Regions from separate parts of the Mus musculus genome. Here region 2 is linked to region 1. Evidence: chromatin contacts called from public promoter capture Hi-C data. All regions are on one chromosome and are shown on one strand. The core of a region is the stretch at or near the end of the contact, and the rest is flanking DNA. Distances in the headings are between cores, read along the strand shown. Region 1 holds the start of Gcc2 (GRIP and coiled-coil domain containing 2). Region 2 holds the start of Lims1 (LIM and senescent cell antigen-like domains 1).

Evidence for each region. Promoter capture Hi-C pulls out the DNA fragments that hold promoters and counts their contacts.
Region 2: a promoter capture Hi-C map of pre-B cells shows a contact between it and region 1, with 2.7 times the contacts expected there. The contact joins the promoter of Lims1 here to the promoter of Gcc2 in region 1. A contact is called at or near these places in 5 of 39 promoter capture datasets (the 3T3-L1 cell line, the C10 cell line, pre-B cells and 1 more), 1 of 15 datasets of contacts at CTCF or cohesin (the NIH/3T3 cell line), 3 of 484 Hi-C or Micro-C datasets (common lymphoid progenitors, embryonic stem cells and erythroblasts) and 3 of 9 other capture datasets (adipose tissue, liver and pancreatic islet).

Annotation. Positions count from the first base shown.
Region 1 is chr10:58,252,803-58,256,989 of GRCm38.p6, reverse strand. It overlaps Gcc2 (GRIP and coiled-coil domain containing 2), which reads right to left and starts at 1,464. Exons shown (of 23, transcript NM_027375.2): 1 at 1,419-1,464; 2 at 1,108-1,161; 3 at 86-170. The coding sequence starts at 1,424.
Region 2 is chr10:58,392,994-58,397,248 of GRCm38.p6, reverse strand. Lims1 (LIM and senescent cell antigen-like domains 1) reads right to left here and starts at 2,876. Exons shown (of 11, transcript NM_001193303.1): 1 at 2,649-2,876. The coding sequence starts at 2,830.

The sequences.
Region 1 (4,187 bases), core at 215-2,714:
ATTCATTTGTTCCTTTACTTATTCAAAGGCAACTGCAGGGCTAGGCATGGTGGTCTACTGAAAAGCTCTGATTTAAACCCAGTACCTGTACACCTTGCTTTGGCTTTCTGCAGGAGCATCATTTGCTTCTTGGCAAACTTGATGAGATCTTCTCTGGGCAACGTTTCTAGCTGAAAGATGGAGTCGTATTATTGAGTTTTAAAACCCATGCTTTTAGTACGGCCACCAAAAGAAACACAGTGTCTGCCGAAAACCAAAGAGAGACACTCTAAACAGTTGAGCCAGTCACATTTTTTAAATTGAGAAACGTAACTTCAATAACTAAAAGTAATTAGGTGAATGGAAAATCAAACCAAAACCCCAGCACAAAACTCTTACAGAGAACACTGAGTTCTCTAGCTGTACAAGAAGGGCTTGGAACTCAAGATTTCTCGAGCTGTAGAACTCATTCTGTTGGAAGCTAACAACATAACTACATTCACAGGTGAATCGGGTCACATTTAGACTTCAACTAAAATATTAGGGTTTACTAACTGAAAATTACTTAATCTTTGTGCACAACGTTTCCTCATCTGCAGAATGAGAATAGGGAAGATACGTATTTCAGGAAGCTTACCTGAAAGAATCTGTTACTTCAGCAAATGCCTAGAAATCAGTCTTCAAACACTACATTTTGGTAATAAATTGTGCCCCTACCTTTCTGAATCACTTAGCATAAAACATTGCACAGTGCTGTAAGAACAACCTTATTCCACCCTCAACTCTGGAGCTGGAGCCAACAGGATATAGTTCCTTGCTTCTTCCTGCCTCTTATCTAATCCCCTCGGCTTCGTGTCACTGTGTAAACTTTCATTAAACAGACTAGCTAAATGTTTGAAATACAGCATCGTGCTAACAAGGAGCAGGAAGTAAACAAACTGCTCGCACATCAGGAAATTTAAAAAAGAACAGGAAATCTGTAAGTAAATTAAAATGAAACTCCCTGAGGAAAGGTTAGTTCTTTTTTTTTTTTTTTTTTTTTTTTAAATAATTCTCCCCATGCCAAAGTTTTCCGATTCATTAACCTTATGCGCTACAGGGAACCAGGCGGCTGAGTGCTCTCCTCACCTTGGATTTCGGGGTCCCGGAGGGTGCTGCAGCTACGGCATCTGGAGCAGAATCCTGTAAAACAAACCATAAAAAGAGCTCATCCCAATTCCAGGTACAAGGCGCGGCCAAACAAATCTGTGCAGAGGAGGACCCCTTTAGGCGGTAGGGACCGGAGCTGGGCCGTCGCCACGGCCGGAGCCAGCACCAGGTTCAATGCCAAGCGCCGCGGCGGGGGTCTGGGCGCGAGGGCGGGGACAGGGTGCTCCCATGCCCTCCCACCCCTCGAGCGGCACAGCGGGCCAGCGGGGCGGCGCGACGCCCACCGTTACCTCCATCGCGGCTGCGACCCGCGGCTGCCTCCACCGCCTCTTCAGGAGTCTCGGCTGCTCCGCCTCCGAGGCTGCCGAGCGCGGGTCAAAGGTCTCGTTACGAGGCGACTACGCCTCCCCGCGTCTCCAAGGCTACGCAGAGCTGGCACTTCCGCTTCCTCCTTGGTGTCCGGGAGGAAGTCGTCTTTGCGCAGGTCCCCTGGCCGGTGCCGGAACGCGCTGAGTCGCCCTGCACTACTACCCTGTGCCAGGTGACAGGTTTGAGCACACGTTCCTTTGATCACTTCGTTTTCTAATTTTTAAAGATGTGCTTTACAAATATAACTATCCCGACTAGCAGGCATATGTGAAACAAATAGTTTTATAGGTGACTTTAATTCTGTCATGTTCAAAATAGGTTCCTCTGTGAGTAGTAATAAGGAATAAATTACTGAATCCGTTACTTTCTCAGGAGTTTCAAAATGCTGGCATGCTGTCTCTGTATTGCTAAATATTAATTTGCCGGCTGAGGTGCTTCTCGTGTTGTTTATATTGTCAACTTGAAAGGATCTAGAATCATCTAGGAGAGAGCCTCTAGACATGTATGTGAAATTTATCTAGATTAGATTACTTGAGCTATGGAGACCCCCAGTAACTGTGGGTGGCAGCATTCCACAGACTGGTAACCCTGGTTGCATAAAAAAGGATAACTCAGACTGAATTCCAGCATTCACTTCAAAGAACCCATCGAGGTCACAGTGTGGGAAGGTACACGTGACTAGTCTGATGAGGGCCCTCCCTTGTGGTTACGAATGAGAGAAGACAGGGTAAAGAGATTCCAGGTTCTGTCAAGAGTCCTGCAGGCCTTCTTTTTCCTTGTAGTTGCTCACAAGGGGATGAAGGCAAGATAAGGAAGATAAAACCAATCCAAACCCCAGAGGACTCTAGAGAAGGAAGATACTACAATATAGATTTTCGTTGTTATTGTCTAATAGAACACGTTTAGACTGACCTAGACCCTAAAATAATGCCTGATATTTTTCTATAGTTAAGCCTGGCCTAAACATAAACTAGAGGACAGAGCAAGTGGCCGCTGGTGGCGAATATTAATTAACATGTTGTATTTTCATAGGTGAGAGGGTGTTTTTCAGCAGGTTTTTCAGGTTGTCTACTTCCAGGTGTAGACATACACTAATTGCAGGTATAGGCCTTCAAGCAGTTGGGCCCTCACCCCCAAGTAGAGCCAGAGCGTTTTCCAAGTTCCGTATGGGAAAAGCCAGGTGTTTTTGTTGGTTTTGATCATGGCTTCTGGAAGTCATATGGCATGACCTTTACAAAATATAAAGACATCAAATTCCCTGGTAATACCGTGAGGGGAGAAAATCATTACCCCCTGTCAGTCCTCAGTCCCAATACACAGCCCAGCAAGCGGCTGTGTGCCTTCTCTCTTATTTCTCTGATCCTTCAGGAACAGTTATTTTTTTCAGTTTTACAGTGGTGGACCAAATTCCTTCTGTTCGTCAGGTTTCTTGCACTATTTAAATTCAGTGAGAAGCTGGGTCTAGAGGTGGGATTTTCCTGTAGATACATTTTTTTTTTAAATCTTAAATTGCCCTCTGACTGAAACATCATGATTTGTATCATGCTGGTCTCCTAACTTTGTATTCAGAGAAAGGAGAACAGCAAAATAGCCCAAGGTAAAAAGCATTAGGTTCTTGAAAAGAGCTGAAGAGTAAACTATTCCCAAAAGAGAGTACAATTGTTTACCCCTTGAAATAAGAACAGCTTCAGTACCCTGAGCTAGCACCGATTTGAATATAAGCTCCCTGAGGACTAGGTTTCTTGGTACCTGAAGGCACCATGTAAGCTTCCAGAGAAGGGAACAACAGTCCTTTCCGGCTATGCCACCTTTGAACCACATCCACCAGCACAGCCTGGTAATCAGAGTTCAGTATGACAAGTATGCCTTGGACTTCATTGGACTAATTTGACTTAAGACCTGCTCAACAAGAGGGAAGCCATGCCTCATGGAAACCAACCTAACTACTCAGTGCTACTTAAGTTGTGGTTGTTGGAGGAGAGTCTACAACCATTAATTTACTAAGCCAGCATAACCCCCAGCAATATAAATACTTGTACCCTCAGATGAGTATAGTCTTTACCCCTCATCAAGGAAACTTTTCTTTGCAACAGGTGGAGCCACTAAGAAACCCACAGTCTATCAGTATTCAGAGTATGGAGCTCAGTCCCAAGGGATCTGGCTACAAAATACTCCCACACCTCAGGCTCAGAGAAAATTGAGGAGGAAGGGGTGGAAAGATTTTGAGAGGCAGAGAATCAGGAAGTATGGTGTGAGATTCTGTCTCCTAGTAATGCCAGAATGTAATCTCACCAACATGACTGCCCAAGAATGAACAAGGATGACATCGGTGGACATGGCAAAGTGGGAAGAGAAGAGAGCATTAGGCCTCCACTCCACATAAAGAACTACAGGTATCTGAGGAGAGCTGGGAATCAGAGAGGTGGTCCTTCCCAAGGAAGGGTACATGAGTTGGTTGTCCAGTACCAAATAGTCCTGAAAACATAATACAAGTAACATGAACTAAAGAGGCTATATTTTGGAATATATATGTATTTTGTACATATATGCATGCAATAACAACTTATGAAAAAATCCATGAATTTGATGGAGAGCAAAGAAGGTTATATTAGAAGGGTTTTGAGGGAGAAATGAAAAGGGAGAAATGTAATTATTGCTAACCTACCCTGGTCAGAGAGACTAAGTCTTTG
Region 2 (4,255 bases), core at 1,627-4,126, 140 kb before region 1:
GTTCATGGTAGGGACACAATCATGTTTTACAGGCCAGGAAAATAAAAGCAGGCATTAACTAGCATTGAGTGACTCTGACAGTTCCCTCACAAGCAATCCCACTCTACCTCAAAACACAGGATGTGATCACGAATAATTGTTTTCTCTAGCCACTGGCGCTTCAGGAGCCAGGCAGCAGCTGAAGCAGACTTAGGTGAGGATTTCACATGAATAGCTATTTTGTTTCTGAAAGCTCTAGAAATGGAGAAGGTTCCATATGCTGAACAGTCACTGACCAAGCCTTTTGTTTGTTTGTTTTGGCTTGTTTTTTTGTTTCCAGAGGCTGATTCTATGGTGGAGTTCTACCTCTACAAAAGCAGTCTGCTCCTGGCATAGCTTCTGACCTTTCAAATATCTCATCAGTCTGCCGGCACCACTGCCAAGGGACAGATGGCGTGGAGAGCCTCTCACTTCACAAACACTTTAACCAGCGGCCTTGCTCTTAGCTCTTTCCAAGGTTAGCATTTCCATAGCAAGACTTATTCTTTGTCCACCCCAATGGAGGACAGCTCTACATCTGTCTTCTTCCTCAAGTGTTTCAAGACAATTCTGTGTTGTAACCTTGCCACAGTAACACTATGCTGAATCCCCACATTCACCATTCCAGATCAATCAAAAGTCTGTTTTAATTCATAAGCTCAATTAAGATAGGAGTGTCACTGAAGAGAAGGGAAAAGATTGGGCCCGAGAGAAAGCAAAGCTGGTGACAGTGCTTGCTGCCAAGCCTGAAGATGTGGGTTTGATCCCTGGAATTCACATAGAAGAAAAACTGACTCCAGCAAGTTATCTTTGACCTTCATAGTGTATGACACTCTCCCCTCCGCCCCCGCCCCAAAATAACACTTTTAAAACGTGAAAAGAGGCAGCCTTACTTCTGACGAACCTGGCCTAAGCACTGTGTATAGAGACTTCCACTTTGTCTTTTCAGAATTATTGTGAGGAGAGAGGATCTAGACGAACAGCAACGTCTTTAATAAAACTCTGAAGGGATCTGTGCACCCTCTTTTCTTACAGAAAGAGTGGCTGAGTGGAGAAAGACGCTAGCCCACATCCGCTCAGGAATTATCAGAAGCTGTTTTGAGGATGAAATAATAAAAAAATATAATCCCCTCTGGAAAGCAGAAGGTGCTACTAAAAGACACAGCACCATTATAATTCTAAATTCTCTCCAATGATATCACTCCTCAGCAAACTTAATGGACCTCCCCGAAAAGCTGAAGAACATTCTGGAATGTCTTGCTTTACTCCCACTTAACTCAATGATTCTCAAGGTCTGGGGTGACTGAATCTCTGGAAGTTCTGAAGTACCCTCTCAGCCATATCTCTGTGCCAAGAGCAGAAGCAGATTGGAAGGAGGGAGCTGCATCAAGAAAAATGTGCAAAAGTTTACTTTTTCCTCTGTATTACTAGCATGTAATATGTCACTTTTAATCGAATAAATACATATTTCTCATACAAGAAGTATTGGATTTCAATCTTTTTTAAAATGGTGCTGATAAAAATGCTATTAGCACTGACCTGTTTATATTCACTACAGCTACATTCCAGACTTAATTATGTTTGAAAACTCAAGTAGACTTGGCCAAGTGCGTAGGTAGATGAATGTTTTACACACATATTCATATATATGAACTCCCCTTAGTGACCAAAGCAGGGACAGAAAACAGCGACCGCGTGCCTCCCAACTGAGCTCAGGCTTCCCCTCCCTCTCACCTTGTTGGCTGGCAGTTGGTGCTCTTTTTTCTTTCTTTGAGACTGGGTCTCATGTAGCCAAGGCTGATCTCAAATTCCTGACCCTCCACACCTCCCAAGTGTTGGGATTACATACTCAGCTTCTCTCTTGCCTGACTCTCCTGTATTGTTCACATTTTTTTTATACTTGACAGTATTTAACAATGTATGAAGAAGCTATTTTTAAAGAGATAAGTCATTAGATTGGTTATACCTAATTGCTTAATTTTCCAGAAAATGTTTTTTCACTAAAAGTGTTGATGACAAAGAAAACATGGGAGCGGAGAGAATACATGTCTACAAAAGCCAACCAGGACTGATGTTACACACCCACCTCCATAACTCGGCTAACATAGGAAACCACAATCAAACCTTCCAATTTTTACATCTCATTTATCTCCACATGTGAAACAAATTTCCTACTCTTAAAATACAATATATAAAATTCTGTTATCAAATATCTTGAGAGTTTATTAACCACCTCAAATATTGATTATGGGATAAATCCCCAACAAAGTGTTTATCGATTAAATTTTTAGTTTCATATTTGGGAACTCTCAGAGTATATTTTTCCTGCTATAGATCCTGACAACACAAGTGCCAACTTCTCTTATGGATAACACAGTGAAAATGTACCATTATTAGAAAGATGAGCGCTGTCTATTCTTCCCAGGAAGGTGGCATTTTCCTTGACATCTAGTATGTCCTCTGGTGGAAGTTTATAAGACAAGGCAATCTGAGAACCACCCCCAGCCCTCCGTACACCCTGGAAAAGCCCTGCTAAATTAAAACACACTAGCTGGCTTAAATGGCTAGGAAATGCAGAACTGAAGATCTGGAGACTTGAAAGCCTGTATTTTAGGAGGGAAGAGACTCACAATTTCGCATAAAAATCACAGAATTCCTTGTAGACCTTTACGTCACTGTGCCTGCGCTGCAGGTTTGACACAGCCCTCTCGTCTTCATTCCCATTAGCTTCAAGGACGCTGTTAAGGGCTGTTTGGGGGATTTCTTCATTCTCTGGGATAGTGCACGGGCGTGCCCGTCCTGGGAAGGCCATTGTACAAGCTTGAGAGTTCAGAGTCCTGTGATGCCGAGCAGGATACAGAGAAGAGAAACAATATCCAGGCCTCCTGTTTCCCAGCCAGGGTCACTCCCACTGTTCCCACATGCGTCACCCAGCTGCCAGGGTCACTCCTGACTTTTCATGTTAAGAGCTCTGCAGCACAGCAGTCTGGATCTATTATGACTTCTAGAAGCTCCCAAAACCATTTCACGTGTTAGTGACAATTTGTGTCTGAGTGAGTCTCCATTTGGGTATACACAGAAATTTTTGAAAAGCTTGATAAGCTTCAGAAAGGACCTGTGAGCCCCTGAAGGGAAGCTCTATGTAGCCATTTATTATCTTTGTTCTTGATAAAAGTAACAGCATAGTAAAGGCTTCAATGAATGGAGCAGTGTAAACCAGACTAGAGTTTAACTGTAATTCTTCAATTTAATCCCAGCTAATCCTGTAACAGGAGAGTCACGGATTCTTCATGGTATTCCTGCTATATTTAGCTTAAACTACTACTGTCTTGTAATTGTGTTTGTCATGATGATAATAGCAACAGAGAAGCATGAGGCAACACAGGGTGCAGGGTTCTTCTGTGGTTCCATTCTCTAGTCCAACAAGCCATCCTACCCAAAGCAAGCACCTCAAAGAACTGTGAGCAGGCACGGCGCTAAGCACTGCAGGTCATAGTGATAACAGAAGAGCCATATGCCCTTTGAGAGACAAGCAACAGTTGAGACCTGAGTAACCGTGAATAGTGTCTCCTATCATATCACCATATCCTCTATGAAACAGGTGCTATTCACAAGTAAGAAAACCAAGGCCACAAAGAGGCTGAATAATAAGTGACAGGGCTATGCTGTAACTTCTATGAGAGAAAATGGCTGAACAGAATCACTGGGAAATAAAACAGGAACTCAAAACCAGTATATGGCAGGTACAAAATGGGACCAGAAGCAGGAACTGAGATCACACCTCCCTACTTTGAATCCAGAGATATCAAAATGATGAGGAATTCCAAGACTGCAGCCCTGGACCTGCTTGGACCCCAGACTGGTGGATGCCAGAAGAGGGAAAGCCCTAGAGACAGCTTCCCTGTGCAAATATCACCCTTTCCATTCATCTATACTCTCTTGGTTTTGGTTTCTTTTCATTAGGACAAAGTAAAACAGGAAGGACAGAACCAGACAATTCTTCAGCCTCGTGCTGACGGAGCATAAGCCACTCCTTCAGTTTCCTCTCTGAAGAAGGGGAAATAGAGCAGCGAAGTTGGGAGCCTGGCAGTGGCATAGCTGTTCTACTGCCACTGAGTGTGTAGCTACTGTGGCCACCAATCAAGCAGGACATGATCTCTGCCCATAGAAATCTCCTTACTGTACTCCTTAACTAATCTGTTTTTCACCTGTATAACGTGTCATTTGTGGAACCCTA